Regions from separate parts of the Gossypium hirsutum genome. Here all the other regions are linked to region 2. Evidence: chromatin contacts called from public Hi-C data. All regions are on one chromosome and are shown on one strand. The core of a region is the stretch at or near the end of the contact, and the rest is flanking DNA. Distances in the headings are between cores, read along the strand shown.

Region 1 (3,376 bases), core at 92-2,591, 360 kb before region 2:
GTGCTTGGGCTGACCTTTGTATGCCCAAATCTGATGGAGGGATGGGCTTTCAGGATCTATTTTTGTTTAATAAGGCATTGCTCGCTAAGCAAGTTTGGCGATTGATATCGAAGCCTGATTGTCTTTTTGAAAAAGTTTTTAAAGCTCGTTATTTTCATTTTTCAGATATTATGGCTGCTAAAATTGGTTCTTACCCCTCTTTTACCTGGCGGAGCTTATGCAACGCTCGAGAGCTGATTTCAGATGGGTTGCTCTGGCGTATCGGTAGTGGTGACTCTGTGAACATCTGGAATGATCCTTGGTTGCCTGGCCTTGGTAATAGTAGACTTTCAGTTTAGAGTACAAATACTAACTAGACTGTTGTGGGTCAATTAATTGATGTTAGATCGGGTACCTGGAATAAGGATATCATCTATCAAATTGTTGATGAAGAACAGGCTAATCGTATCCTTAAATTCCTCTTGCTGGAGCTGGAGCACCGGATGTGCTTGTGTGGCATTTTGATGCTTCCGGGGAGTACTCGGTTAAGAGTGGGTATCGTGCTTTACTCACTACACACAGGTATCCTAGTGATTACAATATGGAACCTATAGCCAGCTACAAACAATTCTACAATTTGCTATGGGAATTACAGATTCCTGCTAAACTAAAAATTCACATGTGGAGGCTTTCTAAAGATTTCGTGCCGCATTTCAACAATCTTCTCAAACGGAGATTGCAGGTTGTCAATGTTTGTCCCCTTTGTAAGGAAGCGCCGGAGGATCTTGGTCACTTGTTATGGTCCTGTGACGTGTTGAGGCATTTATGGCTCTCTTTGAATCTCCCATTTGATTGCAGTGTTCGTACTCTGGATGGTAAAAATCAATTAATGAACATTTTCATCAAAGTTGATGCGGATACCAGAAAGCTTTTAGTTATTTCCCTTTGGGCTACTTGGTTTCAGCGAAATAAAGTGGTTCATGAGGGAACGCAGTTTGTTTGGCAGGACCTCGTGGGTTTTGTGAAAAGGCTATGCTTCTGCTTTAAGTGTGAGTAGAGTTTCCATAGTTAGTCCTACAAATTTTGAGTCTGTGGGGTGGAGACCTCCGGATCCGGATGTGCTTAAGCTAAATTTTGATGCCTCCTTTCAAAGTGCATCTCATACTTCTACTGTGGCGGTTCTTGCTCGCAATGATTCGGGATTAATTATGGGAGCGTGTACTTACCCCTATGTTGATGTTGCCGACGCGTTTGTTGCAGAAGCTAGGGCCTGTGAACGTGCTCTTCTCTTTGCAATTGACATGGGGCTTTAGGACGATCATCCTGGAAGGGGACTCCCTCTCGATTATTAAAAAGCTTAACACTGTCAAGGATGATAGGTCCATTCTTAGACCCATTTCTCTGAATATTCGAAGACTCGCAGATTTTATGGATGGAGTTTCTTACCAGTTTGTCCCCAGGAGTGGCAATCGGGCAGCTCATACTTTGGCACTAGAAGGGCGCAGGAGGAATTCTCCTTGTTTTTGGGTTGAAGAAGCACCTATTTCTGTCGAAGTTTTGGCGGCTTCGGACTGGTTGGACTGGAGTCGCCGAGGATGAGTGGTTTCTTATGGGTTTTGATGTTTCGGAGAAGGTTCCTTGAATCTCCGTTGTTTGGTTTCTCAAAGCCGAGTCTTCCTCTTCATTTGGTTCTGCGCGAGTGTTTTTGTTGAGCAGCAGAGGAATGATTTTGCTGGTATTCATTTGGTATTTTCTTTGGAGGGTGGAGTGTTTTTCTTTTTTGGTTTTGTTTTATGTGTGCCTTTTCCTCTGTGCTTGAGTGGTTTTGGTGCTTTGTGCTGTCTTTTCGTGTGCTATAGTGTTTTGTACTGTTTTTTCGTGTACTGTAGATTATTTGTTGTTTGACACTTGGCCCCTTCATTTATGAATATCAGTTTTCTCGAAGGAAAAAAAAACCTAAAATATTATAAACTTAAAAATAAATTAAATCGCAAGGCTCAAACTTCAAATATTAAAGTCTAAATTTAACCTATATTTAAAATATACTTTTTTTTGTTCATACTCATTTTTTTATCTAATATATTTTTTACGCACCATCTAAATATTAGAAGATTGTTGGGCTTCCACAAATGGTCAAATCGTTGAAGAGGTCCAATTATATCTCAATGCCTCTTAGAATAATTGTGCTTTGTTTCTATGATCATTTATATCTGTTTTACTATATTTAAATTTATAATTAATTCCGTTAATTAATCAAATATCAAATTCAATTAAGAAAATATTTTAAAATTTAATTTTAAAAAAATTAATATTACTATAAATATGATTCGTGCTTTAATATCTTTTAAATAAAAATTTTAAATAAACTAAATTAAATTACTGCTTAAAATAATCCATATTATTTTTAAAAAACCACTCTCTTAAGAGAAACTATCTTCTCCTTTTGAAGATTTATTATTCATTTATATATATTTTATATATACCCTTTTTTTATAATATGTCATTTTCATAAAATTTAATACTAATAAAACATAATCTAATACGATCTGTGATAACATTTTAATATTTTATTGATAGTGAATACGATTATTCTTTTATTTTAAAAATTATTTTTCTTGTCACTCTACTGGCATGGATATTGTTACCAATATAAGAAGACATAAGTTTAGGTGTGCTGAATGATATTATCTTCCTATTTATGGATTGAAGAGAGACTATAAGTAATTTTAAATATTGTATAAAAAATTATTAAAAAATTATTTTTATTAGGAAAGATACTGAAATCCAAACTCAATAGGAATATACCCATTCCATCTGGTTTAAGAATTAAGAACTATTTTGGCTAAAAAAAATTAAGAATTATTTATTGAAAAAAAGAAGAGGAAAAGAATTATTCCCAAGGTTCCTACCCACCACCGTAACCACACGTTTCTTTTAGATGCAACCATTACCTCAATTCTTTTTTTTCTTTTGCTAAACAACAAAACCACGCCATTCTTATTTGGCTTTCAAGTAGAGGTGAGCATGGCTGGGCCGGGCCGGGCCGGGCAAAATTCGAATCTGGTTCAACTAAAAATTCAGGTCTGTTTGTTAGGCTCGGCTTGGCTCAAAAAATGGGCTTAAAATTTTACCCAAGTCCGACTCGGATAAAAATGTTAAAACTCGAGTCTGACTCGACCCACTCATATTAATTTTTATATTATTTTTTATATAATTTTAAAATATATATAATATATCAAAAATATTAAAAACATCACAATAAGTATTTCCTAACAAATTAAAAATAAATTTTGAAAATAAATTTTAAAAATATATATACCTAAAGAACATTAAGGTAGATACAATTTAACAAGCAAATGTCTCTAAAATAATAACAAAATTAACAAATATCTTTAAA
Region 2 (3,456 bases), core at 161-2,660:
ACTCTTCATCCACCCCTTTAAACTTAAGGGGCTTAGCCATTACTCTGCTTTTTTCTCTTCTCCACTTCAACAAAAACCCTGCCAATAACCAGAAGTCTATCTCTTTTCAGATACCCATTCCTCTACATAAACAGAAAAAAGTAAAAACAATGAGGGGAGGGGGTTCTAGAGTTACCATAAAAAAGATGACTCCGGAGCAAGTTTGAAGATTTCAAAGCCATGTGGCCCTTTCTTTTCCTCTTGAGAAAAAAAAAGTAAAAAAAAAACAAATAAATTAAATTATATAGCTAAAATCCAGGAAATGGGGCAAAAAAATTAATAAGGTAAGAAATGTCAGCAAGCAAAAGTCCAAAAGCTGAAATGGAGAGATTCTTTGTAGAGTGCAGTAGTTTAGTTTATTTAATTTACTTTCAAAATTTTGTTTTAAAAGTCAGATTTTAATAAAGGAAAATCGTACGAGGAAATTGTTTGTTCTATTTTCTGATTAATTTATTACTTGGAAGATTCGCAAAGAGAAGGAAAAGGCGGTAGGTGAAGGTGATTGAGTTCTATAAAAGGAAGGAAAGTGCTCACGTACGTGTTAAAATATTCTTCCCACTGTTTATTAAAATTAAAATTGTAATCCAAATATTTTTACAATTTAAGTATCTATTTCGATCATTTTGATATCTGCGGGAAGCAGAAATCTGATATACAATGAGCTGAACACAAAAAACAGTAAATTCCCGCATTCATGGCAAATGAAACAAGAATCATACAAGACTACTTCAAAGAAATTTCAGCTAATATTCGGTATCTTAAAGCACATAACTTTGATTTCAATGTCCCAAATTTAATACAGAAAAAAAAAATTGTTAGCTTGGACTTGGGAATCACTTTAACAGCAACCTGTTCTCCTTTTAACTTCCTTTCTGGAGCTTAGCAGAACAAATATACAACTCCTTCAAAAACCCTAATCTTTTATCCGGTTCAACTCCATCCTCATCCTCCTTCGTCTCCGTAATTCCCGCCGCCTTCTTGTTACGCTCCCACCGTCTCAACACCGCCCGGATGTGTTTCTCCGGAGAAGGAGACGGAAAACGATTTCTTAAGAAACCTCAGCGGCGTCGAAGGAGTTTTGGGTTTGGTTGGGTGGTCGGAGGCAGGGTAGGATAGTCATTTTGGGTGGTTGTGTTTGGGTTTTTAAGGCTTGGAAGTACAGCCTCCCATTGGGAAGGAAGAAGAAGAAAACACTCAACAAGAAACTGCAGTTGCAGTTTACCCTTTTGCAAAAATCTTTGATGTTGTGTTCAGCTTATTGTAAGAAAAACACAAATTGAGAGGGAATAAAGCTAAGTTCGGATTACTTTTTATTATTATGATATTGTTATTTAAGACTAAAAATAAATTAAACTTATTGTATCTCTTCGCTCATCCAAACATATCATAAGAAAACAAATAAATATATAAAATATCTACCTCATATTTCCGTTTCCACTTTGACCAAAATCATCTAATCAAGTAAGGTGAGTATCTAAATTATAAATATTTTTAATATTTAAAATAATTTTTTTTATAATTAAATGATTATGTATGTAGTTTATTCGTAGCTTTATGCTAATTCCACTTTCAATCATGTCTTTTACTTTTGTTTTTTTGACATTTAAATTAGGATTGAGCAAAATTTGATTCGATTTAAAAATTTTGATAAAAATTTAAATTTTGAATTAAATAGTTTAAGTTATTTGAATTAATTAAGTTATTCGGATCAACTCGAATAAAAAATTAAGTTTTTCAGTTTAACTCGAATATGAATTACACAATTCGAGTTATCTGAAGGTCCGAGTAAGAAAAGACAAAACTACGTTGTTTTGATAAATGTTTACTCATTAAGTTTAAAGGCAAAACCATTATATTGTTTATGTAGTTAAATAATCTTGTACTTCATCTACTAATTAAATAATCAGTCTATAAAAACGCAACATTGAGTATAAATAATAGGATTCGTTAACTTGACTCGAAATTTCTTGACTCAATTCGATTCAATTAAAAAAAATCAAATTGGGTTTGGTTGCTAAAATAGAATTCGTCAACTCGACTAACTCAAAATTTTTTTTAGTTGATTCAACTCTACTAGATCGAATGGTCACCCCGAATTTAAACTATCATTCATTACTTACATTAACACTATTAAAATATTTTTTCTAATTATATAAGCAGATTTAAAAAATTGACATATACCTAATCTCTTTTAAAAAATTGACTCAAAGCATTAAACATAATTAATATTAGGTGCAAATTAAATTGTGCTCGAATTAAAATTAAAAACATATTGGAAATACAAGAAATGGGCCTACAAAATGATGTTGGCTTTCAAAAGCAAAAGGTTTGGATGTTAAATTAAACAAATTAATTTGGGCTTTAGAAACAAATTAAAACTAATTTGGGCCTTAAAAATTAAATGTTAATTTAATCTTTTTTATAATTAATTTGAGCTCTAAAAAAAATCTTTCAACATTAAGCCTGAAAATGATTTTTTTATTTAAAACTGATTTTTTTAATTTTCTAAAAAATAATTTTTTTTCAACAAATTTCTTATTATTTTTTTTCAAAAACCAACATCCTAATATCCACCCCCACTTCATGTCAAAATTTCAAAAATTAAATTAAACTAAATTAGAATTTATTTAAAAATTGATTTAAAATTAATTAAATCCAAATTAAATAAAATCTAATTTAATTTAATTTCAGACCAAAAAATAAAAAAGTAATCTGCTACCTTTGATAATTTTGAAGCGTAATTCGAAATTGCAATCCCTAGATAAAATTAGGTGTCTACACTTCGCATCACCCTTCAAGTTGAGGTTGTAATGTATTTATATTATTTTTATTTTTTATAAGATCCTTGGCATGCATTTAAAGGCTTAGATTGAAATTATATTTGTAAATTTTTATTCTTAACTTAAATCTCTTTTGGTTTCTTAATGAAGTTTTACTCTGTTATTCATTTCGAATACATGTATATCTTGTATTTTAAGTTTAAATGAGTTTATAAATTAAGTTAAAATGATTTAAAACCCATTGATATATTTTAGTAGTGTTTGGAGATGTTTTAGAGTGTTTTTTAGATTGATTTTTAGTTCTATGGCTCCAAGTATAGGTACTTGGCTTAGTTGTTTTGGAATAATTGAGCCAAAGAGCTGAAATGAGCATGCTATTGGAGTTGTATTGGTACATCTCCTTAGAGGTACAGATATGACTTCCTTACACCTAGGCCATTGCACTACTTTAGCTTGATTTGGCTTCTAAGGGCTTGCTTTAGGTCTTGGACAACTCCTGTAATAGCTTAAATTTTCAGTGGTGTCGGAACAGTGATTCAAGATCATTAAATCCGACAAATGAGTAGAAAAATATTAATAATTTAGTGAATATAAGTTAAATGTGAAGTTAGGAAAATTTTTGAAATAGCGAATAGTG
Region 3 (3,502 bases), core at 181-2,680, 330 kb before region 2:
AGATTTTCATAACAGATTTAATATTTTTAAAAGAGTTTTTTAACATAAGAGAAATATATTTATTTAAAAAACACAAGATACATTAAAATTTAATTAAATCCCAAATTACTTCATTTCATTAATATCTCTTAATTAATATCATTAATTAAATTGAATTTTAAGTAACATCAAATTTAGTTAAGTTAATTTAGAGCACTACAAATAACATTTTTAACCTTTATTTTATAAAATTTAATATAATTAGTGTCACTTACACTAATGACATCAAAACAGCTACTTTGTTATAAATAAATCTAAAAAAACTAGATAAATAATGTCTTTTTGACTGAATTTTGTATGGCAAATAAAGTGACTCCATTAAAAAAAAAACTAAAATTTAGCACACTTATTAGTGTCACGGATTTAAAATTTTTTTTTCCACGCGATTCATGTAACCTTAGTCAATTCCTTCACTAAAAAACACCTAAGTTAACTTAACTCGCAATAATTGAGAATTTAACAGAATTTTTCTAAGGCATCCACGAAAAACAATTGAAGAATAAAATAAGAACAAACTCTAAAGATGAACAAAAGTCACAGAAAGATGAGAACACTTGAGGGAAAAGTTTGAGTGAATACTTCCAAAGTTTGAGTGAACACTTGAGAGACCTCTATTTATAGCCGAGTCTCCCCAAAATCAACGATATAGATCAAAATACATCAATGGCAAAGATTAAAAGCTATTTAGATATCAAATCTCTAAGATTACAAAATCGTATATTCTAAAGATTACATTTAATGTCTAGGATCACATATCTTTAAAGATCACCTTCCATATTTGCTAAGCTTTGGGGATGGACTTTCAATCTTTCCAAGCAACGAACCAGTTCGGTTGGGCCAAATGACCTCTTTCGAATATGATGAATCGTACAAGTTCGTCATGGTAGTCATGATTACGGACTCCTATGCACAACCCATGACACTAGTGGATGAAACAAAATTTAAAATCATAAGAGAAGTAATAGCTAATATTTTTAACAATTAAAATTAATTACAAATATTTAAATTTCATAGTGAATACCATTTTCACCCTTTTCATATAAATGGTAGTATAATTTAATTTTACATCATTCATCTAGTATATATATATGAAAAACATCCAATTACTAAAAATTCTATCAAATATTTAGAGCAAAGATTTGCGTTTTAATTATACTTACTGAAATTTTAAATAAAAATTAAAAATTATCTTAGTTCAAACAATAAATAAAATTCCTAATCGAGTTGGGAGATGCAACTTATGAATGATATAGTAGTAAGTAGAATTTAGAAAGACTTAATAAATAGCATAAATAATAAATATATTATTTTTTAATTTTTAATTTTGTGTGGTAGAATATGAATTTTCGAGAATCTCAAATATACTGACTTCTATTTTTGTAATGTGAGCATATAATTGCTATTTTGCCAAACAAAATTTTCTAGAGATTTTAATATGAAAAAGAAAAAGAAAAAAAAAAAAGAGAAAAGGGGCACGGAAATTTCGTGCAGAAGTGGGAAGATAAGATCGTAAGAAACTGCAAAAGGGAAGCAAAGCAGAGTCATAGTTGAAGAGACCCCACAAATACAAATCGTGGTTCTTCCAAGCTTTCTCTATCTGAAATCTTCATTTTCAATTTTTCTTTCACTCTCTTTTCCCAACTTGTTTCCCTCTCTCTTCATACCTTTTCAAACTCTTCAAATACCAGCAAACGATGCCCATTCCCTTCTGCATTATCCTTCTCTTCTAGCCTTCTTTTCCTTCCTTTTTCTTTTCTTGGGGGTGGGGTATTTCAACAATGGCGAAGGCTGCTAATGTTGACAAGGTGAAGCGGTTAAGAGGTTGGGTGCAAAACTACGATTGGGGAAGATGTGGGGCGGAGGCACAGGTGGCAAGGCTATTGGCTTTGAATTCCGGGGCCGAGGTTAAGCCCGATAGGCCTTATGCTGAGTTTTGGATGGGAACACATGACTCGGGGCCAAGTTTTTTGGCTGATGGCTATGGAGAAGGTCAAAATGTGGGTTTAAAAGAGTGGATTCGGAAGAATCCGAATGTGCTTGGTCATAAGGTTTTGGAAAAATGGGGGCCCGATCTTCCTTTTCTCTTCAAGGTTTGTTCTTTTCTTTTACACGATTTATCTGATTCCTTTCTGGTTTTCGTTTTCCTCCCCTTTTGATTATTGGGAAATTGAATTTTGATTTCTGTTTTTGTGGTTTTTTTTTCTATTTTTAATTGGGTTAGTGGGTTTTCTTTTTAAAGGGTTTTTCTTTTGCATTTGAATAGGAATTACTGCAACTTTTGCTTCAATATTAATGGAAGTTGAATTCTCACCATTCATCTTAAATTTCCATTTTTTACAATTATATATTTTTTATTAAGATTGAATATGACTGAAATTTGCTTTGATGTGGTGTCCATTGTTTTTTTTTTCCCTTTCTCGGGGGTATTTACAAGTGTAAAGATTTTTTTTTTTGGCTGTTTTGATCTCAATTTTAATTTAGATCAAAGCTATCAATATAGCAATTGAGAAATTGGAGTGGATCTTGAATAGTTAATGGCAAAGAATTAAGCTTGAGAGTTTAAAGTGGAAATCAACTTAACTTTTAACTACAATATGAACTTTTCTTTTTTCTTCTGTGAATCGTCTAATTTGATTCTGTGGTTCATTTGCTGTAAAATAGGTACTTTCAGTGGCAAAAGCCCTTTCAATACAGGCTCATCCGGATAAAGAATTGGCCAAAGAATTGCTTAAGTTGAAGCCAAATCTCTATAAGGATGGGAATCACAAACCTGAGATGGCTTTGGCAATTACAGAGTTCAGGGCCCTTTGTGGATTCATTACTCTCGAGGTAATACATGAATCATGCTTGGTTTTTGGTGGAACTTTCCTTTTGCTGGTTGTTCTTTTTGAGTGAATAAATCTTGCATTTATGTTTGATAAAATTCTGGTAATCACGTTTTGCACTTAAATTTGTAATTATGCTGTCAAGATGTGGTTTTGCTGAATAAAGATTCGGGAAATGATATGCATGACAAAACTTTGAGGCTGAATCACATCTGAGTTAGAGGCAGAAGATAATCTATCTTGACTTTCCTAGAATTCACTGCCACTGTTTCTGGTCAGTCTTGTTTTGGTCTAAATAGGAGGGTAAAATTTAATATCACTGTGCCAGAACCTTTTTCATGTCTGTTGATATTAGAGGGGTTATTGATATTTTTAAACTTTTTTTGGTATATATTGTAATGCTCCAGGGCAGGTAAGATCGCATTCTGAGAAGTTTAATACCTAGTCTAGCATTTTCATGGAGCTTCTGCATGTTGGGAATATAATTCTTTAATGTCAAAGAAGATGAATGTTCAAGTGTTAAGCCCTTTTTTTTTCTACTGCTTATTTTTGATATTCCCAAATCATGTCTGCAATATCTTAAGGACTGCAGGGTTGTCTTTATGTCGTTTTTCCTAAACATGCATGTTTTTTTGGTT

Evidence for each region. Hi-C and Micro-C count contacts between places; a contact is called where the count stands out from the background.
Region 1: a Hi-C map of leaf shows a contact between it and region 2, with 2.1 times the contacts expected there. The contact joins the promoter of LOC107935766 here to the promoter of LOC107927194 in region 2. A contact is called at or near these places in 7 of 34 Hi-C or Micro-C datasets (anther, callus, leaf and 1 more).
Region 3: a Hi-C map of leaf shows a contact between it and region 2, with 2.4 times the contacts expected there. The contact joins the promoter of LOC107935810 here to the promoter of LOC107927194 in region 2. A contact is called at or near these places in 3 of 34 Hi-C or Micro-C datasets (leaf and petal).

Annotation. Positions count from the first base shown.
Region 1 is chrA12:11,027,366-11,030,741 of Gossypium_hirsutum_v2.1, forward strand. LOC107935766 (elongator complex protein 5) reads right to left here and starts at 1,342. Exons shown (of 14, transcript XR_001694265.2): 1 at 1,206-1,342; 2 at 395-847; 3 at 195-306.
Region 2 is chrA12:11,389,620-11,393,075 of Gossypium_hirsutum_v2.1, forward strand. It overlaps LOC107927194 (caffeoylshikimate esterase), which reads right to left and starts at 1,411. Exons shown (of 10, transcript XM_016858227.2): 1 at 889-1,411; 2 at 176-239; 3 at 1-78. The coding sequence starts at 221.
Region 3 is chrA12:11,058,258-11,061,759 of Gossypium_hirsutum_v2.1, forward strand. It overlaps LOC107935810 (mannose-6-phosphate isomerase 2), which reads left to right and starts at 1,431. Exons shown (of 5, transcript XM_016868432.2): 1 at 1,431-2,129; 2 at 2,701-2,868. The coding sequence starts at 1,818.